Linked DNA regions of Mus musculus: all the other regions are linked to region 5. A link is a contact called in public Hi-C, HiCAR-type and HiChIP or PLAC-seq data. All regions are on one chromosome and are shown on one strand. The core of a region is the stretch at or near the end of the contact, and the rest is flanking DNA. Distances in the headings are between cores, read along the strand shown.

Region 1 (2,700 bases), core at 112-2,611, 690 kb after region 5:
GAAGAAAGAGAGGACAAGAAAATAAAGACAAAGAAGACAGTTTCCACAGCAAATGTTCCCCTCTCATGACTTCCTCAGGTGTAGCTAATCCCCTACTCCAGCACAGCACAATGTTTTCAGATTTCTGGCGGTGCTACATTTATTTAAGCATATATCCCTTACCATCAGGACAGACAAACTCCAGCAGAGAGTCAGATGCAGCTTTTGAACTAGACTTTTTCCTAGCTCATTTGCAGAACTAATTTAATGGTTATATTAAAGCTCACTTGCATAGCTCTTCCACTTCATCCTTCAACATCCTTATCTCTGAGGACACTTAGTCTCCCAGTTATTAATAGGAAGGTGGAAGAGTGTCAACACACAACAGGCACTTAACAGTCTCTGCTGTTGAATTGAGTCTGTCTGTGTCACACTTTGCAAAGGCAGACTGTAGACGTTATACTCAAGAGCACTCTAGATACACCTTAGGCCTGCTGGCAGCCAGACAATTGAAGGGCAGGATGGGGCTACAAGATGGTCTTCTACTTAGAATTCAGTATATTGGTCCCAGGAATAAAATATTAAGCACACAGGTATCAGAGTGTTCACGGATTTCCCAATGATGGAATAAAGGATGTGATTTGAAGAATTTCAACAGAAAATAGCCCTCTAAGAATAAAGATTATGTGCAGGTATATAACAACATTGCCCCAGTCTAATTTTAGTTACTATAACTAAATGCCACAGACTAGAAAACTTACAGAGAATAAATAATATTGTCCTACCCACAGCTCTAAAGGCTAAGTCTGAGGTCAAGTATTGTATCTACTGGGGACTTCTCTGGTAGAATCTTTAAAGAGGCTCAACCAACCTCTAAACATCACATGAGTAAAAGGGCCTGCATGAGATAGTCAACTTCATAACAGACGAATGGCAGGATAACCAACCATTGTCATAATAACTCATTAACCCAACAATTCAGTAGATTGACCAAATAATATGGCCAGAGTCTCCATAACGCAAGACAATTGCCTCTCAAAGGTTCTCCCTCTCAGTGCCTTGAACATATGAATGTAGGGATTGTGTTTACAACAACTGAATTACAGAAGGCCAACATTAATAGCATAATTTTGCTAGTGTGTACAACAACTTCATTTTTAGTGTTGTAGTTACTTTTATTTTCTTTGAATGTCATCCTGGGATTATGGGACAGCCAGTTCTGTGTCAGTCCTCATTATGACGTCATCTGAGGTCATCTTGATCCTCGTTCAAATTTTGCTCTCGGTGGTTTTCATCCTTCACCGTTTTCCTCCACCTACTCAGTTCTGCTTTCATTCTCAGACCTTGAAATTCCATTTTATTTGTCAGAGACACTGGAGAGCTGTGAGAAAGCTACCCTTCCCTTTCTGTGCTGGCTTGCATTCATGCCCGGCCTCCGTCACCTGGGTCACTGCAGTATGGCTGACAGAATTCCCTGCCTTAGTTCTATCCTCCATTCTCAGTATTCTTTATAGCTAATATTTTATTTCTCGGTTCCCATATGCTTGATGCTTCTTTGCTTTGCTTTCTAAACATTCCACTCTATGCATTTTGCTCAGCATCTCCCATTGCTATAGAGAGGAGGAGGGAGAAACAGAGGAGGGAAGGATGAAAGGGGGAAGGGAAGGAGAGAGGGAGAGAGAGGGGGGACGAGGGAGGGAGAGGAACTGAGAACAAATCACTGAGGAAGAAACTGAGAAAGCAAGGGAACATCCTGTCTGGCCACAGACACCCATCACAGCTTAGCTCCTACCCTCCCACAGAAGAATCTGTCTTGACAATTGCATATCATTCTCAGGTACAGGAAGATGAGAAAGCTCCAAGTGAATGAGTAAGGAGTGGATGAAGTCTGAGTGAATATATAGTGTTGATATTGAGACAGCCTTGCCATGTACACCAATATCTAAGACACATGGGAATCAGCAAAGCCTTCTTCCAGGTGAGGTACAGAGGCAAGAGCTAAACTGTCCTTTGGTCCAAACCCCGTTGTTTATGAACTATTGGCCAGTGTGTGCAAAAACTGGCAAGAGCAGCTTCCTCCTCCTGGATGACTGAAACCAGAGACTTCCTCTTCAGAGACCTGCTACTGAGACTAACTAACCCTCCTTGTCCTGTTATATAGAAAACATGCCGAGGTTCTAGCTTGTTGTGTAGCTGGTACTGCTCCGTCAGAGTGAGCAAGGTCTACCTTGTTGTAGGATTTTCTCTGTCCAATCACATTAGGGAAGTGGCAGGCCTGTGATTGGACAGGAAAAGGAAGACAGAACTAGGAGTTGGGAAGAATGACAGAAAGGTCACAGGAGAGAGGAGGGAAAAAGAACCAGAATAGAGGCGGATGTGGTGTTATCTAAAGGTTAGAATAATTGGGTTAAAGTTTTATCATTATCAATTGGCTCTGAAATTATTGTATTGGCATCTTGTAAAATGTGATATTATTAATACATGAATCTAATTGGTTAACCATAAGCCAAAAAAGTCTTAATTCTACCAGGTAATTAGGTGTTGAGATGGCTAACCAGGTGTGCATAGGTCAATGCGTGGAAGTGAGAGGAACACAGGTCCCCTGGCTAAGAGATGGTTCTCGGGGACAGAGAGTTGGTGAGCTGAGAGACAAAGCAGAGTGAGATCACATGGCATGGGGGCTAGCTCCAGAGAGCTGCTGGTGGTGGCAGGAGTGAGGAA
Region 2 (2,839 bases), core at 340-2,839, 790 kb before region 5:
TTCCATTGCCGCAGTCACTCCCCAGCCGCATGCCTTCTCGTGCAGCCGTATAACTCTGGGCATTCTCTAATCTGTTTTAGTACCGAGGTGGACAGGCCAGCCCCTTGAAGGGCTGTGATTGTTAAGTGTAGTGTGCTCAGAATAGGGGCGTGTTAGAGGACTGGACCTGTGTTTTGTTCCAGACACAGAGCTAATGGCTCTGAGCCTGTCATTAGGATCACCACGCCCTTCGGTGTAGGCAGCGGCCGTTCTTCCCAGAGGAAAACATTGAATGCTCAATGAATGCTCACGACAGGAGCACTAGTTGATTAGGTGTGGACCGAGTGCAGAGCTCTGGCTTCAACCTCTGCCATGCATCTCCTCTCAGCCTCCTGTGTGCCAAGCACAGGTACGACACCTGGCATTGGCAGGGAACTGAATAAAAATGTCACACATACTCTTTATTTTTAATCCGATGAGAAATTTTAAAAGATCATTGTCTGAAGAATGCTTCAAGTTTATTTTTTTATGTAATGAGCAAGCATATACAATTAGCTCAAGTAGCGGCTACTGTCAAAAAACAAAATAATATGGAACTATCTGAGTCTCCCAGGGCTTTATGACTCACTGCTCTTAACAGGTAGGGAGGGTGTGGATATGCAGGTAGAGACTTTAACACACGGGCTCCTTGCTCAGTCAGCCAATACAGGTGACCTGATGGTTAGTTGGGCACATCTCCAAGAAGAGCTGGCTAGCCTCTCCCTTCTTAACTCTGGGCGGCCACACTCAAGTGCCTATGAATCAGCTAGTTTCTCTGGCTGCTCTTCCTGCACCTCAGATGGCCACTTCTCTCACCCCTACCCCCATGGCCAGGACTCCAGCCAAGGCTGGGAGCCAGGCCAGCTTGCCTCAGGCAAACTTCGCCTGGAGCTTATATGCAGTTGTAAAATCTGGTTTTGCCAAGCTTAGGAGGAGCCGGATCCTAGAGCCCCACCCCTCTGTCCGTCTGTCCGTCCATCCGTCCGTCAAGCTTGGATTTTCCTCCCCTCCCTTCTCTCTTGGATTGGGGTCCCAGCCTAGCCCTCTAGATATGTACCCCGAATCCCAGTAAACCAGCATACTTTCTAGGTACAAACAGGGATAGCGAGGATGGGTGTTTTAAAGACTAGCCCAGTTAAGACCCCAGCGCAGGTCAGGTGCGCCAAGACCTGAGGTCCTGGCTGCTAGTAGGAGAGGTGATCCAGCTACACAGTCCCCGAATGGGCACAGTTCACTTCAGTGTTCCCGAGAACCCAGCACTGCGCACTTGGGGAGTGAGGCAGGGAGGTGGGTACGAAATCTAGCAATCTTTATCCATGTGCGCTGAGGGGACAGGGGCGAAGGTGCAATGTATTGGTCAACAGGGCCCGAGTACCACAGATCTAGGGAAGGTGAGAGACGAGAAGCCCAGGGTCCTCCAGCTTTAAGTAAAAGTCGAGGTTTTGCAGAGATCTGGTTTTTCCGGGGGTGTCTTTAAGTCCAAGTAACTGTCTGGCAGTCGGCGCCCCGCCCGCCCGCCTGCCCCCTCTCCTCAGGGAGGCCCGCCCTCCCGCACACGCTGACCCTGGGACACACCCTTCTGCAGCGACGCAAATAGGGCGTAGTTCCCGTTAAAGGGGAACACCGGGAGCCTCCCACTGCCCCCTTGCTTTGCGCGCGCGCTGACCCGCAGCACAGCTGTCTTTGGGGACGCCAGCAACCCAGTGGACGCACCGGAGTTTGTGCCTGAGGCTAATCTGCTCTGAGATAGCTGTCCCTTTGAACTGAAAGTAAGTTGGTAGGGAAAGTGAAGAAGGTGGTGGTGGTGGGGGGCATAAAGCTGGGCATCATCTGGAAATGCTATGCCTAAAGCGGGGACGGGGCTCTGACCCTCCATAGGGCCGCCTTGTGACAAGAACGTGGAGACCCCTTCCTACATCCTAGCCTACCGGAGGGACACACCTAGGACTGCCTCTGCATCGTCCAGACCAGGGTGGTGGCGGTGTCTGGATAGAGGGTTGCTGGGGCGGCCTTGTGATTCTTTCCAGAGGATGTACTGTTAAAATACACGAGTCTCTGGTCCTTCGGGTTCTAGCCGCAGGCCCTATGGTGTTCTTGGTCTCTGCTACTTGAAGCCATCCAATGAAATTTGAATTTTCTGGAAATCATGGGGAAAATCTTGCTTATATCTTCAGTGCATTCCTGGCTTTTTGTCTTTGATGTGTTCCTTGGGAGGAAAATGGACGTGTCTGGGATAGAATACTTGTCAAAACTAATTTAGAAGTCTCCTTGGTCTAAGGTTCTATCCTTAACTGGTTCACTCAGCTGCAGCCAGATTTTCACGGCTGTACACATTCACTATCAGGTCACCCAAGTTTTAGCTCCCTAAAGTCTGAAGTGGAGGGGGAGGTAGGGTAGGAGATAGTATCTTCGGACCTTGGAAACACGTCTTGCCTGCTCTGACTTGCGAGAATTCTCAGACTCAATCAGCCTCTTTACGCACTGTCTCCTTCCCTCCAGTCAGCAGCAACCAAGGGATAGGGCCCCTGGCGCATCTATTCGGGATGGGGCTTTGGACAGGGGTCCGCAAGTGCGGCGGGCTCAGCCTAGCTCTCCTTGGGGCCGTCCAGGGGGTGCCTGTGGAGCTGGCGGGGCTGAAGGCTCTTCACCCCCCGGGGCGCAGGGAAGGCGCGGAACCCTGCGCGCGGGAAGCTCCGGAGCCGGGCAATCCTCCAGCCCGCCTGCTCTCCCGCTCCCCCAGCCGCCAGCATCTAGGCCGAGCCGGGGGCGGGGCGGCTGCTCTCCGCTGGCAAAAACGGGTGGAAACTTGGAGGCAAGTAAC
Region 3 (2,700 bases), core at 101-2,600, 680 kb before region 5:
ATTATTCATAACAGTAGCAAAATTACAGTTACTAAGTAGCAACGAAATAATTTTACGCTTGGGGGGGGGGGGTCACCACAGTATGACACACTGTGTTAAAGAATCTCAGGACTAGGAAGGTTCTAGGGTATGCTCATGCGAGCCACTGGGCTGTCCAGGCACTGTGGGCCCGAGTTTCTGCACTGTGATACTGTGTGTGTGGCCTGGCTTTAGGTGGTCAGGGCTGGGGTGTGCTGCCGCCTTGCTGGCTAGTTCACTGTGGCTACTCTCTTTCCTGTTCCTGTACCATACACGCTCTGAAGAGCAGAGCTGAGACTGAAGGGAAGGAAGGGTCAGACTACAGCACAATGAGGCTTAAAGGTCTGGATTTTTAATCATCGTAACGGCTAGCCACAGACCCATTCTCCTAAGACTGTTGAACAGGCATTGCTCCAAGAGGACCTTTGTTTCTCTGAGCCGTGTATTTGAGGATCAGTGTCATCTCCCAGTTTACCTGTGTGGGCTAATGTCCTCCTGGGGCAGAGAGCGTGGAGAGATGTTTTAGGGAAACACAGAGCTTCTTGGTTCTGAGGTAAAATGTGATTTAAGACTGGATCTGACTGGGACATGCATGCGCAGGACATCAAGCACACTCTGTATTAGCCCAGGGGTCAGCTTCACGCTTTGACATGGAAATTTACCCAGGACGCCATGGCTGAGAAAACTGTGTGGTGGATACGGGGGGTGGGGGTGGGGGGGGTGGGGGGTGGCAGGGCACTATGTGCCTTCTGTTTTTGCAGTTTTCTGTAAATCTAGAAGAAAACGATCTAACATTTACAGTTGTATTTGACTAAACAGATTATGACCTTGGATTGGGGGCATGGGGCAGTGTTGTTGAACAACATGAAACCACCCAGAAACTAGTACAATCCACAAATGTCTTTTAACTAAAAGTAATCTACCAAGGTTAATTTCTTAGCTTTGGCAAGTCTAACTCTTCTATAGGATGTTCATATAAGAGGAAACTGAGTAGAAGGCCCAGCAGTAGTGAGAAGTTCTGCACTAGGAGCGAAATCCTAATTAACACTGGTACTTTATCACCGAACTTCTTTCCCTCGAAATAATGACTTACAAATTGACAAGCGCCTACGCCCATGGACTATCCCAGCCTCCACAAGGAGGACAATTCTATGTTCTCACAGTGGACTTCCTGGCCCTGTGGGGGCTACCCTCTTCCTCTCAGCCTTCCTCTGTTGGTTTCTGTGCTTCCCCTGCCCCCCTGTGAATAAATCTGGTTAATTTCTTGACGTTGCATGTTGGATTAACTTCGTAGCAGCACATGTTGGCTGTGCATGATTAGTCAGGCCCTTTGAAAGGCTGCTGAATCATTCAACCAGCAGCATCCTGGCAGGGGATTAATTGTGTGCAGCTGAGGTGCTGTGAGCAGCTCCTTTTTATTTCTGCAAGGAAGCTGCTGAGAAAGCCCTTGAAAGCAGGAAGAGCCCCTAAGCAGCAGACTTCGGGCAGCCCACTAGAACTAAAAGAAGGAATCACTCTAAGGCAATTAAAAAGGCCATCCCTCGTTTATTTCTCATTAGAGAGACACTATTGATACAGAATGAACGGGTTCTCTTAGTAAAGTGGTTGCATTGAGTCTAGTGAGAGAATGGATGATCAGAAATGATCACAAGTCAATTAAGCATTAAATCCCACCCCCTCACACCTGGCTTCTGCTTGTCTTCTTTGTTCTACATTGACTTTTGTTTATGTTCAAGGAAATGCAACATTCTACCTTTTATTGGAAGTACAGTACCGAATTCCACCCCTCTACAAAGGCATGTTTCCTTCAGATGTTGTTTTAATGTTTGTTTGGTGTTTTGGGTTTGATCGGTCTTGTGTTTGCACTGGCTGGCCTGGAACTTGCTGTGTAGACCAGGTGAGCCTCGATGAACTTGGCTGCAATCCTTCTGTCTCTGCTCTTAGGGTGCTGGGATTACTAGAGCCCTCCACCACGCATGGCCTTGTTTCCTTAACTTTTTATTGTCCTGGGGAATGATTTTAAAGTGAACACAACCCGCTTGGAGCGGTGGTGGAGACAGGAGGCAGACTTCCTTTGTTCTGCTCTTGTAGGAGCCATGATGGATTCTGTCTTTCCACCCTCTCTGTGTCCTCCATTGTCCCAAATGTGATCCAGCCTTTGCCAACAGGTTTCAAAGAGGACCCCAAGGCTCACTGCCTGACTCTGTCACCTATCATGTATCATAAGGGCAGGCTTCAAAGACATTGACTGGAAGCTTCCCACAAAGGAAGTGCACAAATATAGCGTTGTAAAAATTCTCTCTCTCTTCCTTCCCCTGAATAGTTTTAGATATTTAATATGGATGGTCCTTCTATATTGTTCCCTAATGTATCTAAAAAAAGCCACACACAAAGCCAGATAAACTCTACAACAGAGACAGAATTCTTTCATTTAACCAATGCACAGATTATACGGTGTGGGTGCTTCATTCACCTTTCACAGCAAAGCTCTTTCAAGTGGTTATCATTTCTCATTTGCTTCTACATGTGCCCAGAGCTGGCACTTACATGGTGCTATGACTTAGCAGGTGGGGGATCTCCATAAAGGTTTAGCCAATGTCTATGTGCCACCAAAGCAAGAGCCAAAGCTGGTAAGTAGTGATTAGATAACCATGAACGAAGCAGTCAATAGGCCTCATGGGG
Region 4 (2,700 bases), core at 147-2,646, 730 kb after region 5:
TATGGAAATTGAAAACAGATTTTTTTGCTGAGAAACCCTAACGGAGTCTCTCAGAGCCTTTTTTGGAACGTTCTCACTGGTCTACCTATCCAGGTATGGCTTGGATGCTCATCACTATTCCGTACTCTGTGGGAGTTTCCAAGGACCAGCATGGAAATCACAGGGGGCTGAAGCTCAGCTCTTCTTCACTAAGTCTGGCTCTCAGGGGGTGGGCTGCCAAGGGCAACAACACAGAGCTTATTCCTTCGGTGAGTCATGAATGGGAGAAAAGGCTTTGTGTGTTCTTCACCCAGCTCTGAATCCAACCAGCTCTGCGTCCTTGAGAGAATTCCTGTTCTGTTATCAGACTGAGCTCAAAGCTTCTAGGATGCCCTTTGGAAAGATTGCTTTTTCTACCCGTGAAGCATTGTGTGGCTTTGGGGTGAAAATGGGAGTCAGACTGAACCTTAGAGAAAAGGCAGAGTTTGGGGTTACCTGGAGGGACAAGGAGATGAGATTCCCAGTATGGATTATGTGTTTCCTCTTAGAGGGCAGGCAATAGCAAATTTGGAGGAAATCTACAGAGTCTGGGATGTGAGGATAAGGAATCAGCTTTCATCAGCATGGATGCCCATAGGTTGTGGACATCTGAAACGTACAGTATGGGGCAATAGAAGTAGTTTGTTTGCAGTGTAAAAGACTTGGGGTACTAAGGGCAGTTCTGAGTCTGTATGAAAACTTTGAAAGAAAAGAGATAAGCCACAAAGTAAGGGGGGAGTAGACTCCAAAAAGACTCAAAAGAAAAAAAAAAGGCAAAGGCCTCAGTTTTCACCCTGACAGGAAAGGAGCCTGCAGATGTCTAGCTCATCTTTATAAAACACAAAGCTGTAAACTGGAGACTGTTCGACTTTCATGGGTTTTCCCAAGACGTGAGGTCACAGACAAATTCCTCCAATCTAGAGAGATGGACATAATGCCAGACATAGCAGATTTGCTTTCAGAAGCAGAAGATGCTGAGGTGCCAAGTATCAGAAGTTTTAGTATGTACAGTAAACCTGAGGAGGCACTAGAAGCCAAAGGTGCAGGTCCCTGGGAGCCACAGCTTTGGATGTAGGGATGAGACATGCTTCCTGGAGTTTTACATACAGGAAAACCACCAGGTTCTCAGGAGGAAATTAAGTGAAGCTCATGATGAAACAGGCCACCATGTTCTTTCCTTCAAGAGCCTGCAGTGTGGTGAAGGACTTCACCAGAGCCTTGAGAAGCCTGGGGGATGGTGTTTTCCCCACCATGGTAATTCCTTCTAGATTTCCTGTTACAGCTAGGGAGTCAGTAGGGAAGGCGTTAACTCAGGAGTGAGGCCACAAACCCACAAAAAAACAGAGTAAACTCTAAGATTGCAACATCCTTCCCTTTCCCATGCCATGGGGGTAGGATGACATCACCATTGTATTATAGCTGAAGGAGAAGTGAGACATAGTCATAACCCACTCTCTACACAGATTAATTTAAAACTTAAAGCTGAAACAAGGTTCCCATTGCTTTATGTATGTTGCCTTCCCTTCAAACACAAATCACAATGAACTATAACATTCAAAAAATAATAGTCCAAAGTTCCAGATATTAGGATCAAACTAAGATAGGGCAACAAACTAAAATGTATCGAACTGGAGATTTAAATTAGCAATGATTAATGTGTAAAGAGTTCTGACTGGAGAAATTGATCAACATGAAAGAACCCTAGGAGGAAGGAATCAAAACGGGAGGCTAGAAATAAGACACCGGAACTAAAATTATTTTTGAATTCTTAGTCAACACAAAGTATCATAACTTAAAGCAGCAATTATGATGACTTTTGGAACTTTAACATATGAATCAACACATGTTATGGCTAGACTGTCATAGGGACAGGAAGGAGGACTTTAGAATATTCTATGGCAAGATGCCTATGTGAAGTGCTATAATTTTGTAATAGTTGACTTAGGTCAATTACAAGTGTGTCTTGTAAGCTCTAGGGAAGCCACTAATTTATTGAAAGAAATATGGTTTATTTGCTAAGGAAATAAACAAATGTTTAAATAAAACCAGGCAATGCAGAAGGGAAAGATAAAAGCAACAAATATAACAAATAGGTTTTTTAAAAAAGTGTGCTATATACTGATTTGGTGTTAATAGTCACATTAAATGTGAATGGTCTAACCATTTAAAAGGTGGAGGTCTAACCATTTAAAACATGTGTGTGTGTATGTAGAGACTTAATTTAATAACATAATATATATGATTATATATACTTATATAATAATCATATATGCAATTGACTCAATAGCAAGGTAAAAATAAGTAGACAAAGAGCAAAATCATTCTTCTTCCATGTCTTTCTATAGGCATCCGCAGAATGTAAAGCCCAGATTAAAGGTGTGGCTTCCCTCCTTGAGATCTAGATTAAAGGTATTCGTCCTCCAACCTCAGGATCAGGATTAAAAGCAAGTGTCTTACTACCTTAAGCTTCAGATTAGAAGTAGACCTTCCTACTTCAATTTCAGCCTCACTCACGTGCCAACTATGTTCTAATTTTAGTTCATGTCAGATTTGTCAAGTTTACAACCAAGAATAGCCATCACACACACTTTAAAAACAAACCAGAAAGTAGAAGGAATGAGATCAGGATTGGGCAAAATGCTCCAGTGTTAGCATTGCTTACCTAGCCTGGGAAAGACCCTG
Region 5 (2,700 bases), core at 18-2,517:
GGTTCCTCCGGCGCTTTCCCAGTAGCTGCCGGGTGGGTGTCTTTGTGGAGAGATCACCTAAATGGTTCTAGGGCGCAGCATACCAGCCAACGGTGCCAAGCTAAAAGTTTCTGTAGGTGGCTGTCTCAGCCTACTCCGGAGCATCTGATTTCTCCCCAACTGTCCACCAGCAATGTGCGGTCGCACTTTGGTCCCCGCCCGCCCTAAATTGACGGAAGTTGTACCCCTGCTTCCCTCCCCACCTGACGCGCAACGGCCGGTGGGGGCTCACGGTCGGGATCACGGCCGGCGCAGCGGCCCCTGGAGAGGAAACTCACCGGTACCAGGCAAGACCCTTGTGGTAGCTGCGGTCGAAAAAGTGGGGCTCGGCGCCCACGGCGCGCACGTCGGGGTGCACGCGCAGGAACTCCAGCAATGCCCGCGTGCCGCCCTTCTTCACCCCGATGATGATGGCCTGCGGCAGCTGCTTGCTCCCAGCGCCGCTGAAGAAGCTGGAGATGGGACTGGGGGAGTCCGGCGCCTCTGGACTCTGCTCCTCCTGGCTCCCAGCGCCTACTGTCTTATCCTTGCCTGCAGCCAGCGAATTGGCCGGAGGTGCCCGGAAGGGCATCTTAGGGGATGTCTCATTCGGAGCTGTGACCAGGGCTGGCTGAGCGTGAGTAGCGCGGGACCCCGAGCCCAGGAGCAGCAGGCCGGGAGCGGCGGTACAGGAGCCGGCGCACGAGTACAAAAACATGTACAGCCAGATGCAAAGCATGGCGAAGAGCAGCGCGAGCTTCCTCCTCACCGGCGGCGGGGGCGGCGGCGGCTGCGGCAGGAACCGGCCCGGGACATCGAGACAGGACCGGCCGCCGCTCAGGCGCTGCCCCATACGCGGCCCGCGGGCGCGGCCAGGGGCATGGCTCAGCACATGGCAGGAGTCCCGCCGGAACAGAGAGCACCGCGACGGTCCCCTGCCACTTTGAGCCCGGAGTGATTCGGTTTATTGCCCTCCTGCGCGCGCGGCTGCCGAGGCTGCGGCTCTTCCCCGGGTGGCGGCGGCGGTTGCAGCGGCGACGGCTCTTGACATGATGCCCACGAGAAGCCGGGGTTGGAAAGCTAAGTCCAGGCGACGGGAACTGTGAGCAGACGCGCTGTCAGTTACGCTGTGCCCCGCACTCAGTAACTCTGGACGGGGCGCACGACAGCTCGCCGGGGCTGCCTCCTCGCAGCCAGGAGATTGAGAGCAGCCCCGGCGCTTGCCCGCTGAGGCTGCGGCGGAGAACTGCGCAGGAAGAGAGCCCAGCACTGAGGTGGAGTGGGCGGTCCCGGCCTTCCGAGTGACGGGCTGCGCTACCTACCAGGAGGCGCGAGCAGCATGCAAATGCCGGAGCTTCACCCAAGTCGAAACAGCCAATCGTCTCTCGGAACGTGGGGGTGTGGAAAGGGTTCGCGAAGGGGGGTAGAGCAGTATGGGGTTGCTATTGGCTTCAGAATTCAAGGGGCGGGTTCAGGGAGGCGAGGCCATCGGCTGGTGACAGGAGCAGATGGTGAGGATGCTGGAGTGACCCAACGCTGAAAGAGGTCCCACCCGGTTGAGTGGCGCTCTCTTATACACGCGCGCTTTTCCACACTCGCTTCTGAGGCCAGTCTTGGCTATAGTTGCCTATGTGACAAAGATGCCAGTCCTCATCCAAGGGTCCCGCCATCCGGCTCCTGAGTGTAAAAGCTGCAGAAAAGAGACAGGGATGGAAGAGGGAAAGCCGACCAGACGTGTTTCCAGCCCCACCCGCAAACCCAGTTTCATAATCGGGGCTCAGGGAAGGGCCTCCAACAGACCCTGATTTAGGAAGTTTAAGTAGGGAAAACCTCGGCGGAAGTCACTAACTTTCCCGCTCTCTCAATATTGTCCAGAATGGTCTCCCTGTGCCTGGCGCTTAATAGGGACAGACGTAAACACTATCTCACTCTTTCCAAACTCTCCTGAAAAGGCCTGGGGGGTGAACAGAGAGAAGGAAGGTTGTTTAGTTTAAAGACACTAGTTGAAACTTAAAGTCACATGTCGGAGTTTTATATGGGTATCTGTTCCTTGGCATCATTAATTTGATAGATGTTCTAACTTCTTTCTCTTGAACAAACAATTAAGCCGGCATCCGCCCCTGCTTAGAAGATTGGTTGGGTTTCTGACCTATGACTCTGTACTGAATCCTAGGCGTTTTCCCCCAATAACTTTTTTTTAAGTCGAATGTTGATATGGGGTAAATTCAGGAGTAGTGACTAGCACTTATTTAATGGTGAAAATCCACTCCGAGGCTTCCTTGTTTCGCACCTTTGTCCAGGGGGGCGGCCCGGAAAGGGGTCTTCTCAGAAACTGTCAGCTCTGGTGAGGGAAGCTCGGGCGCTGATGCCTGGCCAAATTTCTGCGCTGGCGATCGGAGTTAGGAAAGTCGGGATGGGGACGTTCACCCAAGTGGCGGCTTGAGAGCCTTTCGGTGCCTGGAATCCATTTTCCGCAAGACCGAAAGGCCTCCAACGCCAGGCTGCGTGCGGTTCCGGGACAGAATTTTCATTCCTTCCGACCCCCGTGCAGGCCGCGGGGACGCAGGAGGTGACTCACTCTGCGGCCACAGGCGCCTTGCACTTCCCGGTGGGCACCGGCGGGCGAAGCGGAACCGATCTTATCCTTTCTCCCTTTACTCAACTATTTGAGACAGTGTGGGG
Region 6 (2,700 bases), core at 181-2,680, 750 kb after region 5:
ACCCAAGATATAAGATACAATTTGCTAAACGCATGAAACTCAAGAAGAATGAAGACCAAAGTGTGGACACTTTGCCCCTTCTTAGAAATGGGAACAAAACACCCATGGAAGGAGTTACAGAGACAAAATTTGGAGCTGTGACGAAAAGATGGACCATCTAGTGATTGCCATATCCAGGGATCCATCCCATAATCAGCTTCCAAATGCTGACACCATTGCATACACTAGAAAGATTTTGCTGAAAGGACCCAGATATAGCTGTCTCTTGTGAGACTATGCCAGGGCCTAGCAAACACAGAAGTAGATGCTCACAGTCAGCTATTGGATGGGTCACATGGTCCCCAATGGAGGAGCTAGAGAAAGTACCCAAAGAGCTAAAGGGAACTGCAACCCTATAGGTGGAACAACAATATGAACTAACCAGTACCCCGGAGCTCTTGTCTCTAGCTGCATATGTATCAAAAGATGGCCTAGTCAGCCATCACTGGAAAGAGAGGCCCTTTAGACTTGCAAACTTTATATGCCCCAGTACAGGGGAATGCCAGGGCCAAAACGGGGAGTGGGTGGGTAGGGGATTGGGGGGGTGAGTATGGGGGACTTTTGGGATAGCATTGGAAATGTAAACGAGGAAAATACCTAATTAAAAAAAAGAGAAAAAAAAGAGTATTTGACTCATATATTTCTCTGTGTCTAGACCATTCCTCAGACATTACCAGGATCTATACTGTGAGGTGCAATGGTTGAGGTGAGAAATCTATTGGGGTCCCCACCTGAGGGACCCTCAGGAACACTTTGTTCTTCCTGAATCTGTTTCTTTTAGTATAATAAGTGGCATGATAGTGTCTAATTTCATGATTTTTTAATAGGCCTGAAACTCAGTCATTTAACATGAGTGTTCAAAAAGAATCCCAAAAACAATTTAAAAAAAAAACTCAAAAGAAACAAACAAAAAGAAAAACAAAACAAAAAAGAAAAACAAAACAAAACAAAAAAATCAGAAAGCTGAATACTCTTTCTTCAAAGGTGTTCTAATGTGCAAGATCATCACCATCATTGCTAACAGAAGAAACTGCTTCCAACAAACAAGAATTTTAAAGCAAGCAAGAGTACTGCCATGAGGCCATGGGAATTGCCCAGGAGGAGAGGGCACTATGGTAAGCAATTCAATCAGAAATTTCAATGAAGTACTGAACCACCTCTCAACACATCTCCACTTTTCAAAATGTGCACGTGTTGCATGGATCAATTGGGCAAGAAGCTCACAGCCTGTCAAGTTCAACTGCAGTTGAGGAATTGCTAACTGTGTCCTGGTCAGCCCCCCCTCGGGGGGGGGGGGCGCATGGGGAGCACCCCACACACATATGCACAGGCTTGGCCCAGACTAGCACTGCTCTGCAACTGATCTTCCTCCACCCCCTTAATGAAGTTTGACACTTGGCAGAGGCAGGGAGTTAGGAGCATGCTCATAATGAGCTCTTTCCTAAGAGGCTTTGAAGCAACATTAGCAACAGCAGCATTCCTCCTGCCTCAGGCTTCTCCCCATTATCTGCCTTGCTGCAGGGCTGGCAAGGCTGTAGTTAATTGCATGCCAAATACCACATTAGACCATATGACTGAGGGTGCTGCATATCATTGCCAAAGTTCGATTTAAATTCTTTTCTAAGCTGAGCTCCAGAGGTGTTCTGGACACTCCTTCCTGCTCTTGCGATATTCTGAGATCCCTGTGAGAACTCCAACCTTCATGGGGAGGCACTCCTCTTAGGGCAAGTCAGACAGGAACCATTATATTCGCAGGGTCATTCTAGAGTGCCCCTGGTGCTTAAGGAACACTAGAAACTATTCAAGAGAATGAGAAGGTCTGGGCACCGTATGATCCTGGGAGGGCATAAAAATGAATGAGAAGATGTTTATGTGACTCCTTTTGATGGGAGCTGAACTACATCGTATGAGCAGGACATAGCCATTGAGAAGGGAAAGGAAAGGACGTTCTAGGCAGATGGATAATGCATGTATGGTGAAAAGACTGAGGATGGCAATGGTCAGGTCATGTGTCTTATGAGCTAAGAGGCACACAAGAGAAGAGCGTCCTCAGTGCTGTTAACACTAGGCGACAGTTCTGACACAGCAGCCTTTTTGGGGCTTCCTGTAGTCCCCACCAGCTGGCTCTGTGTTGGGCAACAGCTTCTTGCAGACCCCTGGGAACGGTGTTTGTCCACTGTCATTATGATTTAGCTGAACCTCATTCCTCTCTGACCTATAATTCCTAGAAAGCATTGGCACAAGGCTTGAGCATTTGATTTTTGTGGCACGGGCACCGAGCGAGTGTTTTATGAAGATTAGATAAAATGCACGTATGCAAGAGACAGTGAGGAATGCCTGGGGCACCTTTGGAGAATGGCTGCTTTTAAGATGGTTTAGGGAGCAAGTGGCTGAAACTATTGTTGCAAAGCAATAGAAAGCACTGGCTCTAAAGAAACCCCACCACTTCTCCCCACCTACTTCTGTAGAAAGGAGTTAAAAGAGCTAAGGATAATTCTGATTTTTTTCACATGGAGAGAATTGAATCCAATGAGATATTACAAAAGGAGTATTAAAATAACTACTAGGCAGGAACGAGGGAAAAGGGAGAAGGAAAAGAGAAAATTTGAGAACGTACATGAGGGAGGAATCAAAACTCTAAGCCTTTTGATATCCTTTGCA
Region 7 (2,700 bases), core at 54-2,553, 660 kb before region 5:
CAAGAGCAACTCTATAGGAAAGCATTTCCCCATAGTCAGGCTACATATGCAATTGAGGTCCAAAAGGAGTTGGAGCTGGAGGTAGAGCTTGGCAGCATTGTTCATAATCTGCTGAGGGAATGGGAGATGCAAGGTTGGGGAGGTCATGGTCTCTTGTATCAAGGTCCAGAGGGCTCCTGAGGCAGGGGAGTGTGTGGCAGAGTTGATTTCCCTGCAAGAAGGTGCTGAAAGGCCACTGCATAAAAGCATGAGAGTGAAACACAAGAGATCTGTAGTCACCTAGGAGACAAACCTCTGCTTAACTCTGAGGTGGAGTTATTTTTGACTTCTGGGAATGTCAAAAGGGCATTTTGTTGATTAGGTTAGCTGAGGTGCGAAGACCCACGCTAAAAGTTGGCAGCACCATTCCCTGGGCCCAGGAGGATATAAAAAGGAGAAGAGAACTGGGCATAGCCATCCATCGCTGTTGCTACCAGACCAGCTGCTTCAAGACCCTGCCACCTTGCCTTCCACACCATGGTTGAGGGCTCTGCTTTGATTTTGTTGTTATTGTTGATGCAACAAGGAAACCAATGCCCTACTTACTACTCTGTGCTCAGCCACCCTCTCAGGACATCCTTTGAGAAACAATGTCTAAAACAGTGGTTCTTTTTCCAAAGAGCAGAGACCACACCACAATGATGAAGTGGTCTCCAGTTGCAAGGCACTAGTCTGCACAGTGAGGTATATGGTTGAAACTAAAACTTTAAGGAGCTCATTAGCCATGTTAGGCTGTGGCCACAGCAATGCCCAGGTTCAGTGGCTGACAGCAGGTGCGTTTGTCCACACCTGTTCTGCTACTCAGCCTAGAACTGAGAGGCTGTACTGATGAAATTGTTTCTTCACGTGCACCCTTATCATGAAAAAGGGAGACAGGAAACTCAGTTACCAGTTCTTTCAAAATTCTAATCACTTTTCAATTAGATGAATCATGTCCTGCATCTAACCCCAGTGGGCAGGGTCATGCAATTACTGCCTGTGCCCAGGAGAGGGAGGAGGAGAGCAGCCCTAACAAACACTTGAAAAGTCTAAGGTTTTACTTATTCTTTTCTTCCTAGGTTTTAGAGGGGGCAAGAAAACCAGTTTTATTTGATACTGGGACTGAATATGTCTCCAGAAGTCTTGAACAGTTTTGGAATTGTGTTGAGAGAGGACTCGAGGGGGACACTATACCTGATCCAAAGCCCCTAGGAAGTGCTTACAAAGCACAGAGAAAGGTGACAATGTGGCATGCCAAACGGAAAGTAAACCACAGCCCGTGCATGCCGAGTGAGTGACTGTATAGACAAGGGAAACTTGTGCAATCTGACTTCTCTCTGATGCTCAGATACTTTCCAAAGGAGAACCTTCCCTTTCATTTATTTGAGTTGCTGTTCCGGGTGAGAACGGTCATTATTTACCCTCCTTCCCCGCCCCCCAATATGAAGACAACATAATCGGTTTTATCCTCCTCCCAGTAGGTTTTGTAGATGGAATGGAAAGATTTATTCTTTTAATAAGTGGGAGTCAAGCATGAGAGGCAGTGACGTTTGGAAGACGTTGGTTTCATCCCGGGTGCAGAAGTTCATAATCACAAAATTATTTTATTCTAGTTTGTTGAATTGTTCCTAGACTCTGAAAATACTTTCTAGAGGGGATAGGATGACAAAAGGATACAGGGCTACGGAGCTTTCCTGTGGGGCTGTTAGCCTCTGCTTAGCTTACTCCAATCTCTAGTCCCGCCATCCTTTTCTGCATGCAGAAACACACATGCCCACCTGGCACACACATATGGTGCCCACCTTTCCCCTCCCTCTTTGTTTTCTTCTTTCTTTCTTTCTTTCTTTCTTTCTTCCTTTCTTTCTTTCAAAAATGAGACCTACATCTGTACATTATTCAGAAAGCCATCATAATCTATTACTTCATAAGCACATCTATAGACTGTGCATCATGTAAATGGTCTGCTTTGTTCTGATCAGCGGGTTTTCTTTTTTTTTTTTGTTCTAAGACATAGAACACATAGCCCAGGCTATCCTCAAACTCTTGTGTGTGTGAATCTGGGCTTGAGCTCTCCAGACCCTTTTGCCTGCCTAGACAATGCTGATATTAGAGGCATATGTCTGTCTCTGTGTCCTGTTGTTCAACAGTTTTTACATGAAGAAGCTCAGAATAGGACAGTAAACATCAGAGAACTTACATGACTACTCTTTATGTGTACATACAGTTTTCTGATCTATACATGGAGATGGCCAGGAGCGCCATGATGGGATTTAGTGGGATGCTGTATATAAAATGTTTAGAACATTGACTGAGACCTAGGGCTGCATCCTGATTGTCATGGTCATAGTCCCCTTTCTTTATTTCCTCTAGTCCAGGATGGAGGAAGGCTTGTTCCTTATTTGATTCTACTTATTTGTTCCCTAATAAAAGTGACCTTCTTGACTTACACTTAGTGGCTTTTTGCATTTTCACTGGATTCAACTTTATCCTGATTAGGGCACGCCCAGTTGTCTGTTGTTAATTTGACTTTCAGACGATTCCTTCATCTTTCTCTGTGTGGTAGAGACAGTCCACCACTCACTTTCAGCACAGTTAGCAAATAGTTTTCCAGCCTATCACACGCCCCTGAATCTATTGATGATCTCTTTGCCATTAGAAAATTTAAAATTTTGAAACATTAAA

Evidence for each region. A called contact is a pair of places that touch in the nucleus more often than the background predicts. HiCAR-type assays count read pairs that join an accessible place to other places. HiChIP or PLAC-seq counts read pairs in DNA pulled down with a chosen protein or histone mark.
Region 1: a Hi-C map of bone marrow-derived macrophages shows a contact between it and region 5, with 5 times the contacts expected there. The contact joins the enhancer-like site here to the promoter of Hs3st3b1 in region 5. A contact is called at or near these places in 1 of 39 promoter capture datasets (hippocampal neurons), 1 of 15 datasets of contacts at CTCF or cohesin (pro-B cells), 1 of 484 Hi-C or Micro-C datasets (bone marrow-derived macrophages), 1 of 115 datasets of contacts at active chromatin or transcription factors (kidney) and 1 of 9 other capture datasets (macrophages).
Region 2: a HiCAR-type map of astrocytes shows a contact between it and region 5, with 2.6 times the contacts expected there. The contact joins the promoter of Pmp22 here to the promoter of Hs3st3b1 in region 5. A contact is called at or near these places in 1 of 39 promoter capture datasets (embryonic stem cells) and 2 of 115 datasets of contacts at active chromatin or transcription factors (astrocytes and embryonic midbrain).
Region 3: an H3K4me3 HiChIP or PLAC-seq map of embryonic forebrain shows a contact between it and region 5, with 4 times the contacts expected there. The contact joins the enhancer-like site here to the promoter of Hs3st3b1 in region 5. A contact is called at or near these places in 4 of 39 promoter capture datasets (the 3T3-L1 cell line, hippocampal neurons, second pharyngeal arch cranial neural crest and 1 more), 1 of 484 Hi-C or Micro-C datasets (the N1E-115 cell line) and 8 of 115 datasets of contacts at active chromatin or transcription factors (craniofacial prominence, embryonic forebrain, embryonic hindbrain and 5 more).
Region 4: a contact with region 5 is called in an H3K4me3 HiChIP or PLAC-seq map of bone marrow-derived macrophages, with 10 times the contacts expected there. The contact joins the enhancer-like site here to the promoter of Hs3st3b1 in region 5. A contact is called at or near these places in 6 of 39 promoter capture datasets (the 3T3-L1 cell line, frontonasal cranial neural crest, hippocampal neurons and 2 more), 4 of 484 Hi-C or Micro-C datasets (the N1E-115 cell line, bone marrow-derived macrophages, reprogramming fibroblasts and 1 more), 7 of 115 datasets of contacts at active chromatin or transcription factors (bone marrow-derived macrophages, craniofacial prominence, embryonic forebrain and 3 more) and 1 of 9 other capture datasets (macrophages).
Region 6: an H3K4me3 HiChIP or PLAC-seq map of craniofacial prominence shows a contact between it and region 5, with 6 times the contacts expected there. The contact joins the enhancer-like site here to the promoter of Hs3st3b1 in region 5. A contact is called at or near these places in 2 of 39 promoter capture datasets (the 3T3-L1 cell line and hippocampal neurons), 1 of 484 Hi-C or Micro-C datasets (the N1E-115 cell line), 6 of 115 datasets of contacts at active chromatin or transcription factors (bone marrow-derived macrophages, craniofacial prominence, embryonic forebrain and 3 more) and 1 of 9 other capture datasets (macrophages).
Region 7: a Hi-C map of the N1E-115 cell line shows a contact between it and region 5, with 10 times the contacts expected there. The contact joins the enhancer-like site here to the promoter of Hs3st3b1 in region 5. A contact is called at or near these places in 9 of 39 promoter capture datasets (the 3T3-L1 cell line, cranial neural crest, embryonic stem cells and 6 more), 12 of 484 Hi-C or Micro-C datasets (the N1E-115 cell line, adipose-derived mesenchymal stem cells, embryonic fibroblasts and 4 more), 13 of 115 datasets of contacts at active chromatin or transcription factors (craniofacial prominence, embryonic forebrain, embryonic hindbrain and 5 more) and 1 of 9 other capture datasets (embryonic stem cells).

Annotation. Positions count from the first base shown.
Region 1 is chr11:64,608,835-64,611,534 of GRCm38.p6, forward strand. No RefSeq gene overlaps it. Among named protein-coding and RNA genes, the nearest start is that of Gm30305, 110 kb to the right of the region's middle. Within about 2 kb of position 1,362, at least 8 of the 459 cell types and tissues checked have an H3K27ac peak or open chromatin away from gene starts, as enhancers often do. A contact at or near this core is called in bone marrow-derived macrophages, where this site is marked.
Region 2 is chr11:63,129,868-63,132,706 of GRCm38.p6, forward strand. It overlaps Pmp22 (peripheral myelin protein 22), which reads left to right and starts at 1,590. Exons shown (of 5, transcript NM_008885.3): 1 at 1,590-1,787.
Region 3 is chr11:63,245,066-63,247,765 of GRCm38.p6, forward strand. Gm29851 (a long non-coding RNA gene) reads right to left here. Exons shown (of 4, transcript XR_388736.2): 4 at 2,232-2,700. Among named protein-coding and RNA genes, the nearest start is that of Gm29851, 3.7 kb to the right of the region's middle. Within about 2 kb of position 1,351, at least 9 of the 459 cell types and tissues checked have an H3K27ac peak or open chromatin away from gene starts, as enhancers often do. A contact at or near this core is called in the N1E-115 cell line and embryonic forebrain, where this site is marked.
Region 4 is chr11:64,654,000-64,656,699 of GRCm38.p6, forward strand. No RefSeq gene overlaps it. Among named protein-coding and RNA genes, the nearest start is that of Gm30305, 64 kb to the right of the region's middle. Within about 2 kb of position 1,397, at least 20 of the 459 cell types and tissues checked have an H3K27ac peak or open chromatin away from gene starts, as enhancers often do. A contact at or near this core is called in bone marrow-derived macrophages, where this site is marked.
Region 5 is chr11:63,921,017-63,923,716 of GRCm38.p6, forward strand. Hs3st3b1 (heparan sulfate (glucosamine) 3-O-sulfotransferase 3B1) reads right to left here and starts at 1,268. Exons shown (of 2, transcript NM_018805.2): 1 at 318-1,268. The coding sequence starts at 871.
Region 6 is chr11:64,670,626-64,673,325 of GRCm38.p6, forward strand. The region is part of intron 3 of Gm30305 (a long non-coding RNA gene); the gene reads right to left. Among named protein-coding and RNA genes, the nearest start is that of Gm30305, 47 kb to the right of the region's middle. Within about 2 kb of position 1,431, at least 14 of the 459 cell types and tissues checked have an H3K27ac peak or open chromatin away from gene starts, as enhancers often do. A contact at or near this core is called in the N1E-115 cell line, craniofacial prominence and embryonic limb bud, where this site is marked.
Region 7 is chr11:63,263,553-63,266,252 of GRCm38.p6, forward strand. No RefSeq gene overlaps it. Among named protein-coding and RNA genes, the nearest start is that of Gm29851, 15 kb to the left of the region's middle. Within about 2 kb of position 1,304, at least 25 of the 459 cell types and tissues checked have an H3K27ac peak or open chromatin away from gene starts, as enhancers often do. A contact at or near this core is called in the N1E-115 cell line and uterus, where this site is marked.